Regions from separate parts of the Mus musculus genome. Here region 1 is linked to region 2. The links are chromatin contacts, called in public Hi-C maps. All regions are on one chromosome and are shown on one strand. The core of a region is the stretch at or near the end of the contact, and the rest is flanking DNA. Distances in the headings are between cores, read along the strand shown.

Evidence for each region. A called contact is a pair of places that touch in the nucleus more often than the background predicts.
Region 1: a Hi-C map of liver shows a contact between it and region 2, with 1.8 times the contacts expected there. The contact joins two enhancer-like sites. A contact is called at or near these places in 1 of 484 Hi-C or Micro-C datasets (liver) and 3 of 9 other capture datasets (adipose tissue, liver and pancreatic islet).

What each region holds. Positions count from the first base shown.
Region 1 is chr2:69,059,635-69,063,800 of GRCm38.p6, forward strand. All of the region lies in intron 6 of Cers6 (ceramide synthase 6), which reads left to right. Among named protein-coding and RNA genes, the nearest start is that of Gm39840, 68 kb to the right of the region's middle. Within about 2 kb of position 2,422, at least 14 of the 459 cell types and tissues checked have an H3K27ac peak or open chromatin away from gene starts, as enhancers often do. A contact at or near this core is called in liver, where this site is marked.
Region 2 is chr2:68,933,124-68,937,278 of GRCm38.p6, forward strand. It overlaps Cers6 (ceramide synthase 6), which reads left to right. Exons shown (of 10, transcript NM_172856.4): 2 at 1,392-1,497. Among named protein-coding and RNA genes, the nearest start is that of Gm52515, 33 kb to the right of the region's middle. Within about 2 kb of position 2,783, at least 95 of the 459 cell types and tissues checked have an H3K27ac peak or open chromatin away from gene starts, as enhancers often do. A contact at or near this core is called in liver, where this site is marked.

The sequences.
Region 1 (4,166 bases), core at 1,172-3,671, 130 kb after region 2:
ACTTTTTTTCAGCACTTTTGCTCTGAGGTAGTGTCTGTATTCATCACTGAGGTGTGTTTCTTGTACGGAGCAAAATGCTGAATTGTGTTTATGTATCCAGTTTTTTTTATTGGAGAATTGAGTCCATTGATGTTGAGAGATATTAAAGACAGATGATTGTTAATTCCCATTATTTTTGTTGCTAGAGGTGGTGTTATGTGTGTGTGATTCTCCTCTTTTGGATTTGTTGTGAAATGTTTAATTTCTAGTGTTTTCTTGGGTGTAGTTACCCTCCTGGTGTTGGAGATTTCCTCCTAGTATCCTCTGTAGGGATGGATTAGTAGAAAGATCATTGTTTAAATTTGGTTTTGTCATGGAATAGCTTGGTTTCTCCATCCATGGTGATTGAGAGTTTTGCTGGGTATAGTATACTAGACGAGCATTTGTAGTCTCTTAGGTTCTGAATGACATCTGTCCAGAATCTTCTGACTGGCCTCCTTGGAGGCAGGTAGAGCTCTGTGACCTGGGTTAGAACCAGTCTCCTGGTAGGTAGGCAGTGCTATCTCTGGTTAGGATCAACCTCCTGAGTCTCTGGTTAGAGAAGGCCTCCTGTGACCGTGGTTACTTCAGACCCCCTGGGAGGCAGACAGACTGTAGTGTGTGAGAGGGTATTGGGTCCCTGATCTCACCCAGGTGGGGAAGCAGCTCTACATGCATTTTTAAAGATGAAGTTATCTTTCGGTCTTTGATTCAGATGTCTGGCCACTGGAAAGATTGATCTGCATAGGTACAGGAGGGTGACAAGAACTTATGTGCTGCTGTATTGCCCAAGGACCCATACCTGGGACTGTATATCCTAAGTCTTGGGCCTCAGCTAGATGTCTGCCTCCCTGGGTGTGGGAGAATCTTCTGTTCCTTATGATATTCTCTTCAATTGGAAGTTGTTATTTGGTCTTCTGGGGGAATTCCTCTCAAGTCATTCTAGAGAGCCAGAAAAATCTCCACTCTGGGTCATTGTAGTTCTAACTATCCTGGACTAATGACCCCATTCAGCCCCTATCCTTATAAATACCAACAAGCCATGCTTGGGGCTTTGATCTCCCTGGAAGCACTGTGCCTCAGGCCCAAGGCCACTCCTTGCAGCCTGGCTCTCACAATGCCCTTGTCATCTCCCAGGGACAGTCCTTGTTCTGTTTGTCCCTCACCTGATGGTTTCTCCTAACCAACACCTCTGCCTCTTTACAGTCACCCTTCCCCTTATATTTGTCCCTGAGAAGCTAGGAGTAGGATATTCACCAGCCTGAACTCCAGACTGCATGGAACTGGCTCTAGCCCATTGTCACAATGTGACTTTGGAGAACTTGATGTCTAGGTGCCTCAGCTCCCATCTAAAAAAAAAAAAAGAGAGAGAGAGAGAGAGAGAGAGAGAGAGAGAGCTCTGAATATTGTTTTATGGAGCTGCCATCAGGAAGACATCACAGCTTCGGAGCTTCTGCACATGAAAATTAGTAGTCAAATTAGAAGGTACTTAGGCGTTTGCTAGGTATTCATTGCAAATGTGGGGTTTAGAAAGAGGAAATATGCATACTTTCTACGCCAGCTTTGAGGAAATGCCACAGCTAGAATTCAGGTGTAGGAGCAGGTACTGGGATGGCTGAAGGAAGAGGAACAAGAAGAAGATATGGTTGCTAACTATAAGAGCTCCCCTGAACTCTGCCCAACAGCTTACAGCACCATCCCCAACTGTTTAGCCTGGAGAAGATATTCTCCACCCTCTATGTGAAGCACAAAATTGAGTCTCTGATTGTTCATTGTCATTGGGCCTCAAGACTTTGGGAGTACCTATGAAGATGCTGGCTGGAGTCCCATCAAGTAGCTCTGATTTTAGTTGAGCACAGTCTGCCCCCTACTGATGGTGTTGGATGCTTTCAGGTTAGATGGGCTTTGTGGTTGAGCTCTTATAGGGACCTTTGCAGAAAATGGAGAGATTCATTTGTGAACTAATGGAGTTCTTCAGACTTACATAAACTATATTTTTAATACCTCAGAAGTGACCTTTTCTCATTTAAATTCATGCAAACTAATATGGCCAGGTCAAGGGTGATTTAAACAGAACCTAGAGAGTCCATTATAAAGACCAGGTAGTTGCATGTAGACAACTTGTGAGAAAAATGGCATATGTGTGTTTGAATAAACACACTGATGGCATTTGAAATCAGAGGGTTTGAGAGCTTGCTTGGATGGAGAGAGGTGGAAGACTGAAGACTGGCTCAGAACACTGCAAACTAGCACCATGTTCTGACTACCCCCTCCAGAAGTGATTGGTAGCACTATCATACTGTTTCTGTTGGCACAAATAACATTTTATTGTGCTCCTTTCTAATGTAATAAAAAATCAATTAAAGATTAAATATTAACTAATCCACAGCGGACAAGATTATGAGTTCTCAATCTTGAAAGGGCACCATAAATGTTGTACAGGAGAAAGATCGGGTGAACAGCCCTTACACAGCAGTTCCCTGCCTCATTTATATCTTTTTCCAGAAGCCATAAAATAATGGTGCTTCTAGCAACAGAGAAAATGCTGGCCAATCTGGACACACCGCTCCTGCTTTTAGAAGCTGGAGAAGCCATTGCTGGCCTTTCAGTTGTCTAGAAGTTGTAGTTATAATCGATCATGACCTTTGATGAGGGTGCCTTTCAGAGCTCCTTATGGTTTATATGAATTTCATGAGCAGTATTAAATTGGTTTGGATTGCTTCAGAAGAGCTGTGAAAATTAACCTCTTACATATCCTTTGCCAGAATCAAGTAAGGCAGAGACTACAAACCTGCTGCGTTGCATAACTGAGTTTCTCACATGATGCCCTTTGGCATGATTCTAAAACAAGGGTCATCAAACTTTACTGTAAGGACCAGGTAGTGTTGTAAAGTTGTAGGTGCTTTCTGTTGCAGTTTTTCAAGTGTGCTACCAGAGCAAGAAAGCCATGTAAGACAGAAAGGAAACAAGTGGGTGCAGTTAGGGTTTTAATAAAACTTTATTCATAACCACAATTCTGACAGTTTCTCTATCTCTGCTTTGAAGTAGAATAACTTATGAGCCTTGAAGGAAAGGAAGAGGCGGAAGAGTGGGGAGAGGGAAGAGGAAGAGAGGGAAACAGAGATAGAGAAATCATACAATGTCAATTGCAAACTCTGCTGTTGTCCTGTTTCTAGGAGTCTTAGAAATCTGTTAAATGGGTCGTAAGTACCTAATTGCTATTCTTTGAGCAAAATTACAAGTTATTATTTATATGTATTAACTTTATTAAATTCAAGACAACATACATTTTCTTTGCATCTGAGCAAAGTCTTTTCTACTGTCTTGATTTTTAGAAGTATTTACGATCTTCGCTGTCTATGAATGTTTGTCCCAGCCCTAGTTAGAATCTCAGAAGCCTTACTCCTTTTTTTTGAGGTAGCTCAATAATACTTTTTTCATTCAGTTCATTCCAAATAAAAATTTAAGGAAAAATTTCTTACACATAGAAGGAGTATATGTGTATGGTGTAGCTTTTTATGATGTAATTTTATCTTAATAAAGGCAGGTACATTGAGATGAATTTGTGGTCCCTTTACAAGGTAGAAGATAACATTTCAAAGACTCTAACATAGTAAACTTGGAGGGAGCTGTGTTATCTAGAATCTGGCACATATGTCTTAGTGAGTGATTATCTCTTTGGCTTTGTTGTGCTAATACTTTGTTGTTTATAAAATTCCCCTAGAGAAGTAAAGGTTCTGGTTCGTTTTATTTTGTTTTGTTTTGTTTTGTTTTGTTTTGTTTTGTTTTGTTTTGTTTTGTTTTTTAATAGTGGGGGACTCGAGCCAGGCATGGTGGCACATGCCTTTAATCCCAGCACTTGGGAGGCAGAGACAGGAGGATTTCTGAGTTTGAGGCCAGCCTGGTCTACAGAGTGAGTTCCAGGACAGCCAGGGCTATACAGAGAAACCCTGTCTTGAAAAACCAAAACAAACCAAACCAAACAAACCAAACCAAACCAAACAAACAAACAAAAAACAGTGGGGGGACTCTGTCTTACTAAGTTTTGCCATTATAATGGATGGCTTATCCTTGAATTCTTTTATTTCAGAGTTTTTCTACTGGAATTTGGGTCAAAACCACATCTGGTTCCTTTTTTTCTTGTCTCT
Region 2 (4,155 bases), core at 1,533-4,032:
CTCTTGCTGTGATTACTGACTGAGAAGGCCCAGAATTACTAGGAAGATGCGCAGGCATTACTAATGTGTCTCAGAAAGGATGCACAGGCATTACTAATGTGTCTCAGAAAGGATCACACTGGAATGAACTGGGAACTCGAAGCTCTGAAGAGTAGTCCAGTTTCTCAGAGGCTTATGGATTAGGAAACGGGGGCAATTCCCCCCCCCCCCCACTTTGTCCTGAGAGACCCTAGTGTAACAAGCATGATATTTCCCCTTGTGTGCGCCGCTCTCCTGGGCCAGGCCTGCAACATGGAGTGTTCTTGTTTCTCCAGTCTGGGTGAATTCCTTCACTTGTGCGTGAGATAGGATTCCGTTCAGCACTGTGTCCTATTACTCCGCCTTGCCTGTTGTTCTTTAATCTTGTGGAGTTGTGTTAAAGAAGCCTCGTTGTCACTGTCCCTCCAGGGCCCTGTGCACTCCACATCCCTCTCAGAGCCTCGCTCAAACGTCGGGTATGGGAAATGAAGGCTCATCCTTTCCTTTCTTGTTGGCTTAGGCATTCACTTAGGACGGAAACAGTTCGGCTCAAGCTTTTAAACGGCTTCAGTGCTCGGCTTGTCTGGAATGCCATGCCGCCGTTTCTCGTTCTTCCTTGCTTCCCATGAGAAAGAAGCCGTGTGGGGAGCTGACCCCCAAAGCAGAAATTATGAAACTGGAAGGGATTGGGGTTCAGTACTACACACGTTGATTATGGAAACAAAATGGCTGTGTTGATTATCAGAGTGGTCCAAAGCACACAGCCTCCATGAGGATTCAGATGCTTAGTGAGTGAGCACACTGGTATAATAACACGATTGCATGTAGAAAAAGACTGTAAGTTATGACATGTACTTTACATCTTGCTTGTACAATTCCATTTCCATCCAGTGTTTCCTTCCTTTGTTTTCTTATGGTGTAGGGAATCATGCTTGATCAGTGAAGTCTCATTAGAACTACTAAGTGTCCTTAGAGTTTAAACGGTCTGTTCTGTTTTCTTTGTTTCTTGTGTATTTTGTTTTGGGACATGGTCTCTCTCTATAGTCCTAGCTGTCCTGGAATTCTGTATGTAGCCAGGGTAGCCCCGTACTTACAGAGATCTGCCTGCCTTCTGAGTACTTGGAGGTTAAAGGTCTGTGCCATCGTACCCAGCCAAGAAGTTTAAATGTTCTTAAAGAGTTACTTTTTTTTAAAGTGATTGCTGGTGGCCTCAAATAAGGTCTGCTTTATACTTCATCCATGTGAATGTTACCGTAAAACTCTACAAACATCTAATTAGAATAACGTAGTCATTTATAATCAACGCTACGAAGAGCTGTTATAAGAAGTGTCAGTTCTCATTTATTTTCTTCTCTTTCTTTTTAAACCTTTAGATTCATAGCCAAACCATGTGCCATAGCCCTCAACATCCAAGCCAATGGACCACAAACTGCCCAGCCAAATGCCATTCTGGAAAAGGTTTTCACTGCTATAACAAAGGTATGTGTCTGCCGGGTCCTTATGTTTCTCCACCACCACAAAGCAGCCATCCCATCCTTTCTCTCCTGGGTTCTGACAGGCAACTTTGTTTCCCATTGGACAGTAAGTCCTTGGAGAGATTGTACCTGCTATAATTGGCCCAAAGTGTAAACAATAGATAAAGGGTGTGTGTGGCCTCTTGGTTGCCGATTTTACAAGCTAGACCATGGAAAGGTCTTGATTAGATAGAGGTCTGTCCAATCCAGTGCCTTTGTCAGTCTCAGGCGACATGAAGCATGCAGATAAGGGCTGGGCGGGGACTACCCGGCAGAGCTTACAGTGTGGTGTGGACCTATGTGAGAACTGGGACCTGATGGCATGTAGTGCCTGCCAGCCGTATGTCCCAGAGGCCGTGATAGACTAAACATGGAAGACAGTGAAAGGTCAAAGGAAGGAATTAGGTCAGCAGAGTCAGACCAGAAGGGATAGACTCACAGCGGAGAATGAACGAAGAGATGGGACATTCAGTCTCCAGGGTGTCTAAATGAAGAGCAGGAAGAAGAGAAAAGAGAGGAAGGGGGAGACAAGTGACCGACACATACTTAAGCACAGAGAGGAGGAAGAAAACACCAGGGGCCCTTGAACTGAAGCAGGAAGAAAAGGAGACAAACCAATGCAGAGCCCATCCAGCTGCTTCTTAGTCCTTCTTCTCTCTTTGCTCACCCTTGGCTGGATGAGAAACCAGGAAACAGGAGAAATGGAACATTGCTCTCTGTGTTTCTGTATCAGATGGTTCCTTTGTCCTCTTTCAAGTATTCAGTGCTGCTGCTGAAGCTGTAATTTGACAGTCTTACACAAATGATGTTTCCTTCTGGTGTTTGTGGGGCTGGCGTTAGTACTCAGACTCTCGGCTTGCAGCTCTGAGTACAGATGCCCAGGCAGCTCTCTTTGTTTTGTTGCTTGCCTTCATGTCTGCTAAAAGTCTACAGGCATTTTCTCTGGCCTCTTTAAAATGATACTTTTCCATGAAGTTTACCTTCCTGAAGTGAAATTTCACTCCTATTAGGTTCCTTAGTTTTTCTCCCAACATTAAAGATCTAATCCAGGCCATTACAAATGCTGGAGAAGAGCCACATTCCCAGCCCTGCTGAGCCATGTTGTTTGTTCTGTAGTGTCTGTAGGCAGGAGATATTGATGGAACAAGTACACAGCCTCAAAAATGCCTGGGGAGGCTGTATGACTAAGTACAAACATAGCTTGCTGGCTGTCAGATTCCCCTTTCCTCCAGCTACTGTTGGACACACTGTGCCTTGGCACTGGGGGCAAAGTTCAGACAGGCCTCTCTCCCAACTACAGGCTCATCGCCCACACATGATGGATAGATGGCCTCTAAAAGCATCTCAGTCTCTGCTACAAGATTGCAAGTAGGCAAGAGTCACCTTAGCTGAGTCACCCATGAATGAAGCACAGAGGTAGCAGCCCAGCCCCATACCAGAAAACCTCAGCGAGAAACAAAGCCTATCTCACATCTCACATTTCTCTGCTCCACCCTTGTTTCCCATGACCCTTCTGGGGATCTGAAGGCAGTAGTTATAAGTAGGTAGGGGACAGAGGAAATGGGATAGGTGGATCCTGGGGGGGGGGGCAGGAGATGGAAAGGGGACAATAAATGCCTATGTGGGACTTCTGTATGAGCCCAGACTCTTGGCATGCTTGCACATGGTCATTGCTTCTGTTAGATTTGACTTGCAAGAACACATTACATTTGAAAAATGGTGTAGACTTTTAAAATATAAGCCATAGAGCATTAACCTCCCTTTAGAATGTGACCCCCTGCTCTGTGTGACAGTACTGCTCATCTTCTCTGCTCAGGTCACTCTTACCTCTGACATCAGCTGATGGATATAAGTCATGACATTCTTCATCAGTTTCTTCTCTTGTCATAACATCTGTCTCTCTTTTTTCTCTCTCTCCTTCCTCTGCTCTACAGATAAAATCTGTCATATAAAATACTGTGGAGAACCTACCTCCCACCTTAAAGGGAAATCTATCACATTCTAAACACCATAGAAACATGAGGAAATAATTAGGACCCTGGTAGGACCTGAGACAGACCTGAGTCTGTAAGTTGGCACGCTACCTTTTCCTTACTAAAGTTTGGCCTTCAGCAATTTTTTTTTTAACCTTTGGAGACCTTAGAAATCTCCAAATAATAAACTCACAGGCTTTCATGAGGATTAACTAAATCAACAACAACACAGCATGCATGCACACGCGCGTGCACACACACACACACACACACACACACACAGAGCATTTAGTGAATGATACAGCATCTATTTCAGCCTGTTTCCACACTCTCATTGCATCACTCTTCTGAGGAGTGCACACGCTGCTACATTGTATCTTCACAGATTCAGATTCTGAAGTTTGGGAATGGAGCCAAAAGACCTAGAGTTATTAATGGCTCTTAGTCCATTTAAATACACCAAGTGATTATTTTTCCCCAATGATTATTTTTGAGTGTCTGTCTTTTAACTGGTTTTATCCCCTTATCTCATTATATTTTTAATTTGAATTTCCTATTTAAATTGGTTCTAAAGCTATGAGGGTAAAATATGTAGCAGTTATGAAGCGACATTTTATGTTGTTGATTACCTTTTCTGAGGGAGACACAAA